Linked DNA regions of Phocoena phocoena: region 2 is linked to region 1. The links are chromatin contacts, called in public Hi-C maps. All regions are on one chromosome and are shown on one strand. Each heading gives the region's core, a stretch centred on a gene start, on an enhancer-like site or on the middle of the called end of the contact. The rest is flanking DNA. Distances are from core to core; before and after follow the strand shown. Region 1 holds the start of SMIM15 (small integral membrane protein 15). Region 2 holds the start of ZSWIM6 (zinc finger SWIM-type containing 6).

Region 1 (3,791 bases), core at 654-3,153:
ACTCCTCCCCCAACAAAAAAAAAGCCCAGGACCTCTTTATAAAAATGTATCAAGGGCTTCCCTGGTGGCGCAGTGGTTGAGAATCTGCCTGCCAATGCAGGGGACACGGGTTCGAGCCCTGGTCTGGGAAGATCCCACATGCCGCAGAGCAACTGGGCCCGTGAGCCACAATTACTGAGCCTGCGCGTCTGGAGCCTGTGCTCCGCAACAACAGAGGCCGCGATAGTGAGAGGCCCGCGCACCGCGATGAAGAGTGGCCCCCGCTTGCCACAACTAGAGAAAGCCCATGCACAGAAACGAAGACCCAACACAGCCATAAATAAATAAATAAATACATTTAAAAAAAAAAAAAAAAAAATGTATCAAATTTATTTCAATATCTAGTTTCATTCTTAAGTTAAAGCTTTTAGACAATTTTTTTTGTAATTTAAGATTATCAGGGGTGAGGAAAACATTAATAAGCTATTAATTACTGACAACAAAATTATTAACCATGCATTTATAAAAGCCATGTTAAAGAGTAAAAAGTTCCAGTTATACTACTTAACTGAAGGAAATATCCTTCAGCCCTTTATTTCTAACTATAACACATTCTAATTTTGACATGATTTACACCTTTTTCACCCAACTAATACTATGCTAAACAAACTTTTTCCAACTGTTAAGCCTTTCTTTACCATTTATGAAATATGACTTAACTGTTACTCTTTAAAAGTTCCTTAAAAGAGATATGAATTTTAATTTTCACCATGAACCTGTTTGATCAAAAAAGTAAAGGACATCACTACCACATGAATTAAAAGAATGGAATGAAAAACAAAAGTGTTATTACATAATCAGCAAATTATTTGATAAGACATTTTAACTACTTCACATTTCTACTTATAGCACAAGTGAGAATTAACTGGTTCCAAGGTACTACAAGGTTTGGCATTTTTACTCCAAGCTTTAAATCATAGTGTTGATCTACTCAAGTCATCTCTAAGAAAATGGCAGTGTTCATAAGTACAAAAATTGTTATATCCAGTAAGTGGTATTCTACATGGTCAAGATAATAAGAGAATTCTTTATAGAATTAGATTTTTAAAAATGCAGAATGTCTGGTAATTACCAGTATCTCAAAAGCTAAAATGAGAAAAATACAGAAAATAGAAGTACTCATTGAATAATACTTTGCTTTGAGGAAGCCAGAAATGATTCTATTTCAAGAAATAAGTAATAATGATAAAAGATGTGATTAATACACTGTATCTCTTCTAAGCCAAAGCATGCTTTTCACCTCAGGACAATTCTGATTTTTACATTCTTAATCTCCTTTGTCCAGAACAGGACCCCATTTTAAGCCATTATTTGAACAGAGTCCATAATCTAAAGCCATTTTTCTCCACAGGATGTTTTCACTTTAGTATATATGCTGCAAAAAGGCAAATGACTAACTCAGTTATAAAGAATCTGTAGCATAATAAATGCCAATTTACAGTAACTGTCAACAGACTTCTACACCGAAGCCTAAAAGTTGCTATAGTACAGATGAGAACTAACATGATTCTTCCACATGCTCAGACTTCGTTTACTAAATAATACTGTCACAAGATCTGAAAAGTAACCTTAATGGGTCCTTCCAAAGCTGCATAATTTTCCAGATGATTTTCCTCTGGTTGCAAAGCCTGTTCATTCCTTCAATCCTTTTTTAGTCGTTTAGCTTTTGCAATATTTTCTTGACGTTTTTGTTTCTTCTTTTGCTCCTTTTCCCTGGCCTCAATCATCTTGGCCAATTTCCAAGACAGTACAGCACTTGCTAGAAACAATGGAGTTAGGGCCAGAATAACTGTTGTAAGGAAGCCATATGGGTCCTTTGCAGCCCATTCCACAACATACTCAGCCCAAGCCTTTATATCAAACATCTCTGTAGAGGCCTTAGGAAAGCAGCGGGTGGGGGGAGAGACAACAAGAGAAAAGCCTATGTGGTTAATCAGATTTTCAAAAAGGTACCCCATACAATCAGTTAACTCAGAATTCCATTATCACTCAATAGTTTGGTTGGTTGTTTTTAAAAAGTACTAATTAGTACTATTTTAATAAGGACTAATGTTTCTAGTAAGAAAAAATAATTCACCTAGGACAACCAGAAGAGTGACACTTAAAAGATGTGAAGCTATAGAAGATAAAAGGAAAAACCATGTGGAATCTGTCATAAGGACTAGGCATTCTCATATGCCTCCTATATTCAAGACAAATTTTATTTAGCAGCAGAGTTTTCAAAGAATTTTGAGTTTTATTTGCTCATTCCAGGAAACAGCTGAATCCCATTATGTCATTTTTTTTACATAGCCTTAGTACTATTAAGTGCTAATTAACAAAAGTACAATCATCAAATTTGCTATTTGAAAGCCACAGAATATGTGAAATGCCTGGAGAAAGGGAGGTAATGGATGGCTGTTTCCAGGAATGAAAAGAGAGGGTAAGGGAACCATAATATCCATTCATATGCAAAGAGTTCTATAAACAAAAGGTGACATGCTATTTTATGCCCTCTTTCAGCTTTGAGGACTCCTATTTGAGGACATAATTTAGTAAATCAGAACTTTAATAGATGAGAAAATTAACCATTACAGGTGCCATGCATTTTGTTCTGTTTTGAGTTGGTAAGGGAGGGCGATCTGGCAAATGAGGATGTTGTGGATTTGAGTGACATTTTCTATTTTGCCCCAGAGGCTTTTCAACCTTCATGTTTGTGTTGATCTCTATTCAAAGTGGAGAATCAGAATACCTGGGGAGGAATGGGTGTATATACAGTCACTTAAAATTTCAGCTGGGATTTAAAAAATCATCTACCTTATGCTTTGAGTAGTGATCTCTAACTTTGTCCTGGGATTATTAGCCAATCACAATTTCAGATGACCCTTGGTTGGCTGTCTTCTTTAGCTCTACCATACACTTCTGAGAGAATGCTTAAATTCTGTATACTGGTTGGGTTGAAAAGAATAGATAAAAGAAAAACGTTAAAAGTCAACTTTAAGGAATAATTATAATACAATTTTAAATGGTAAATTCTCTATATGCAACCTATAAATGACATGTAAAATCGCCTGGCACATTAAATACATTTAGTATCTATTGCTTTCTAATTTTAAGAAAGAAATAATTACACAATGGCAAATGCCCTGTAAGAAAATCCTAGTTACTGGAGATCAAATATTTTACTAAATTACTTCAAAAATAAAATTATTTACGAAGTTCACTAACATATAAAATAAGTTAGCTCACTGACATGTTACAGCATATCCATTCCCAGATCTTGAACTTTTTATACTAAAAAAGTCAATTATTTGTTTATAGGGTTAAGTATACAATCGCAAAATCAAACACCGCTTTACTCTTAAAAGGTTTTTTTTTTTTGGTCTCCCTATTATAGTTTGTGTTCTTTATAGAAAACCCAGAGATAAGCAAAACAAAATATATATCACCCACAATCCCATCACCTACATAAAACTACCATGACTGGTTTTAATTACATCCTATCACAACTTCTTCATATTTTCAACTTAAGACACATTAAAGTACCTAAGATATCGTTAAATATCCTAGCCTCCCCACCCCATTCGTAGGCTCCCACCCACACAGTCGAGCCCAGACTCTACGGATATCCATCTGTTTCTTCAGCTTCTGCAGCCCAGTAATGAATTAACTAATGCAAGATTCAGAGATGAGCAAAATAACTTTGCTATAAAGAGTAAAGCGGAAGTGAAGGACCCGGTTATGGCCGAGTTTTAGCTATTAACAGAGAGAGG
Region 2 (3,922 bases), core at 729-3,228, 160 kb after region 1:
AATACCAGATGGATATACAAAAACATAATGTCACCAACATTTTCCTAACTAGTAAGGCAGCTATGGAAAGTCTGCCAGCATCAGGTCCCCTGGGGACCTGCAGCCTGGGGCTCGGTGAGGCCTGAAGAGGGGAAGAGCCAAGACCTGGAGCTCGAGGTCTTCGGGGCCGCGGCCCTGAGTGGGCGATTTTCTTTAAAACTCGGGAGCGCTCTTATCCCTTTAAATCCAGGCAACGAGGCGGGCAGGTGGGTATCAGCCAATAACCTTAAAAGATGCGAAAGTGTCAAAGGAGATACGGTTTATCTTTTACAATAGCGGCAGTTATCAGTGACAGGGTTTACAGGAAAAACAGAAGGCAGAGCAAAGAATAAGGATGCCTCTAATGTGGTAATTAAGTCTGTGTTTTGGACCCAGATTCAACCGAGCTCTGGAGAGTGCGAAGAACAATGTCCGCGGCGTTCCGGGTTCAGCCGGGACTAGCTACTTCGCCTTCACCGGTGCCCTAGCCCCAGCAAGCTGGGCTCTCCGCTCGCCCGCCCCCCACGCTGCCTTGTCCCGAGAGGATGGGCCGTTCGGGCGCCGCCAGGGCGGCAGAGAGCGCGGCGTTTGTCCTGAGCGCCAGGGCTCCCCGCAGCCCGGCGCCCAGGGCGGACGCGAGCCGCAAATCTAAGTGCGCACCGAGCGCGCTCGCAGCCACCGTCCGCCGCCGAGCGGCCCGGGCGCGCCGTCTGCAGACGGCTGGGCTGTGCGCGCGCGCCCGTAGGGTGTGTGCGCGCGCGCCCGTGGCGTGTGTACTCACAAAGGTGTGTTTGCTAAATCCACTTCCCGGGTGTGCCCTCTACCCCGAGCCGGAGCACCCCCGGGCCTGGAGCGGGATCTCGGCAGAGCGGCCGCTGGGGCCAGTTCAAGTTCCCCAGCTCCGCGCCGGCGGGCGGGCCGGCTTCTCAGCCCGCGGGGCTGAAGAAGCGCGAGGGCGGGGCGGCAGCGGCCAGCTCGAGACGCGCGTCGCACAGCTGCGGGACAGGTTCCGAGCGCTCTGCGCGTTTCCGGACACTTTGGCCGGCACGGTATCCGAGACAGAGCGCACGCGGGGCTCGGGGCTGAATGCGCCGCAGCCAAGAGGGGCAGCGGAGCTGGTGCTCTTCTTCTCAGCCTTGGTCTGCAAAAGTGAACTGGAAAACAGCCGCCTAACGCAGCCTCCTCCCTCTTCTCCGGCACCGCAGCTCGGGCTGGGGGTGGGGGGGAGCTCCTCCGGGCTGACTGGAGGGCAAGCGAGTGGCCGGACGGCCTCAGCCGCACCTCCTCCGCCTTCCTCACCACCCCAGTCCCCCGGGTTCCACGCCGCATTTCTTTGTTTTGAAAGCACCTCCTCCGCCCAGAGGCTTTTCCCCCGGCGGTCAGGCTGTGACGGGGGGTGGGGCATCGACCCGCGGGCCCCGCCCCCCGTTTAGCCCGGACCCCTCCCCTGTGCTCACCTCCCATCTCCCCTTCCCTCCCCGCTGCGACCCACGAGGCGCGTCCTCACTTGCTGGACATCAAAGGGAGGCAGGGAATTGGAGGGGGAAGTTGAGTAGGCAGGGGGCGCAGAGACCCACCCACATTAGGCCAGGCCGGGCGGCCCGCCCCCTCCCCCGGGAACCCCGCCTGAGCCCCGCCCCCCACGTCACAGCAGTCTGACATTCTCACAACCCTTCGGGAACCCAACCCCAGCGCCCCCGCTACCCCCGTGTCCGCTGAGCGCTCTATTTATGTTTCAGCCCAGTGATTTGCATAGGCCCCGCCTTTGGCCCTAGGTTCCCCTATCGGGGCCCCGCCTCAGCCTCGACGTCACGGTGAAGGCCTCACCTCTTGTGCCCGTACAAGGAGCGGCGGGCCCTAGATGGCAGCGTGGCGTCGCGGCGGCGTGTGCGTGTCGCGCTTCCTTGTGCCGTTTATAGGGTCCTGGCACTTCCGCTGTCGGGTTAGAAGCGGCGCGGTCATGGCGGAGCGCGGACAGCAGCCTCCTCCCGCGAAACGGCTCTGCTGCCGGCCGGGCGGCGGAGGCGGTGGCGGCGGCGGCGGGGCCAGCAGCGGCGGCGGAGGAGCGGGTGGCGGTTACAGCTCTGCCTGTCGGCCGGGCCCGCGGGCGGGCGGCGCGGCGGCGGCGGCGTGCGGGGGCGGCGCAGCGCTGGGGCTGCTGCCGCCGGGCAAGACCCAGAGCCCCGAGTCGCTGCTGGACATCGCGGCGCGCAAGGTGGCTGAGAAGTGGCCGTTCCAGCGCGTGGAGGAGCGCTTTGAGCGCATCCCGGAGCCGGTGCAGCGCCGCATCGTCTACTGGTCCTTCCCCCGCAGCGAGCGGGAGATCTGCATGTACTCGTCCTTCAACACCGGCGGCGGCGCCGCGGGCGGCCCCGGAGAAGACAGCGGCGGCCCCGGCGGCGCGGGCGGCGGCGCGGGCGGCGCAGGCGGCGGCGGCTCCTCGTCCTCGCCGGCCGCCACCTCGGCCGCCGCCGCCGCCGCCGCTGCCGCCGCCGCCGCCGCCGCCGCTGGGGCCGGGGCCCCGTCGGCGGGGGCCGCCGGGTCGGCGGACGGCGGAGACGAGACACGGCTGCCCTTCCGCCGGGGCATCGCGCTGCTGGAGAGCGGCTGCGTCGACAACGTCCTGCAAGTCGGTGAGTCACGGGGCAGTCGCGGGGCCGTCTGTCCGTTCGTCAGTCCCTCGGGGGGGCGCCCGCCCCCTCCCCTCCCCTCCCGGCAGCCCCTCAGCCCAGCGCGCGCCCGCACCCCGCCCGGTGCCCTCACCGTCCCGGATAGTCCTCCAGAGCGGAGCGCCCATTTCCTCTCCGCCCTCCCCGCCCCCTGTCTCCCCGGACGGGCCAGCGCGAGGGGGAAATGAATCAGCAGGACGCGCCCCTCCGCGGGGTCCGCGGGGTGGGTGTCGGGTGCCCCCGGCCCGCTCGGTTCCCCGCCCTTCTTCCGGGGAGCACGTCCTGGAGGGCTGCTCGCCTGTTTTGGAGGGTGAATGTGGACAAAGGCATGGGCTGACGGCCGGACTCTGGCGGAGGGTGTCTGTGGCGGGGCCGTGCGGGGCGGGGGAGGGAGCGCGGGCCGCACAGACAATGCCGGCCGGGGCCGAAACGGCGGCCGGGCCGCGCTCTGCGCTCTCCCTCCTCTCTCCCCTTGTCTGTCGCTCGCTCGTCTTTCTTTCTCCTCTTCCCCCCCACTCCTCACCCCCCGCCCCTTCCATTTGAGGGAGGGAAATACATTTTAATGCCACTCGGCTGCCTCTTTTCTCCTGGCTTCGACGGGCTGGCGGCCGCGGAGCTCCGGGGGTCGCTGCGGCGTCTGGACTGGCCCGGGCGAGCTCCGCCGGCCGCCCCGGGATTTAAATGTCCTTTCCTCCGCGCCTCTCCGTCTCGGGGCCGCGCGGCGGGCTGGACCCATATCCTGAGGGAGCTCTCCCCGCGAGGACGCCCCCTAATTAAAGGGCGCGAGCAGGGCCGGGAGCGGCTGGTTCTTTCCCGTTCCGGGGGGCAGCGGCGTGCCCGGGGCTCCTGCCGCCGGAGTTCGGTTTTGGGGGGCCGGGGGTCGTGCTCTGTGCGATCCGTGGGGAGCGGTGACGGGCTTGGCGCTCTCGGCCGGCGGCTGCAGGAGCGTGAGGCGGAGGGGCTCCGCGGCCGCTCCCGCGTCCCTCCCTGCGCGACCGCCTGGCAGCCGGGCACGACCCCGCACTTTGTTCTCATTTTCAGGTTTATTTGTGCCCCTTTCAGTTTTCTGTCATCCTCCGAAAAGGGGAAACCAAACAAAAGAGTCTCTTTATTTCTTTTCGGGGCTTGTAAAGTAGAAGATATTTGACAAAGGCGAGAGTAGGACTTGTGGTTTAAAGCTGCACAGCCCTTCTTTTTCTGACAGACCATGAGAGTTTTCTCAAATACCGAATTTT

What was found. A called contact is a pair of places that touch in the nucleus more often than the background predicts.
Region 2: a Hi-C map of kidney shows a contact between it and region 1, with 5 times the contacts expected there. The contact joins the promoter of ZSWIM6 here to the promoter of SMIM15 in region 1. A contact is called at or near these places in 2 of 2 Hi-C or Micro-C datasets (kidney and lung).

What each region holds. Positions count from the first base shown.
Region 1 is chr3:48,321,275-48,325,065 of mPhoPho1.1, forward strand. It overlaps SMIM15 (small integral membrane protein 15), which reads right to left and starts at 1,904. Exons shown (of 1, transcript XM_065875474.1): 1 at 1,680-1,904. The coding sequence starts at 1,904. The coding sequence ends at 1,680.
Region 2 is chr3:48,482,174-48,486,095 of mPhoPho1.1, forward strand. It overlaps ZSWIM6 (zinc finger SWIM-type containing 6), which reads left to right and starts at 1,979. Exons shown (of 14, transcript XM_065874785.1): 1 at 1,979-2,651. The coding sequence starts at 1,979.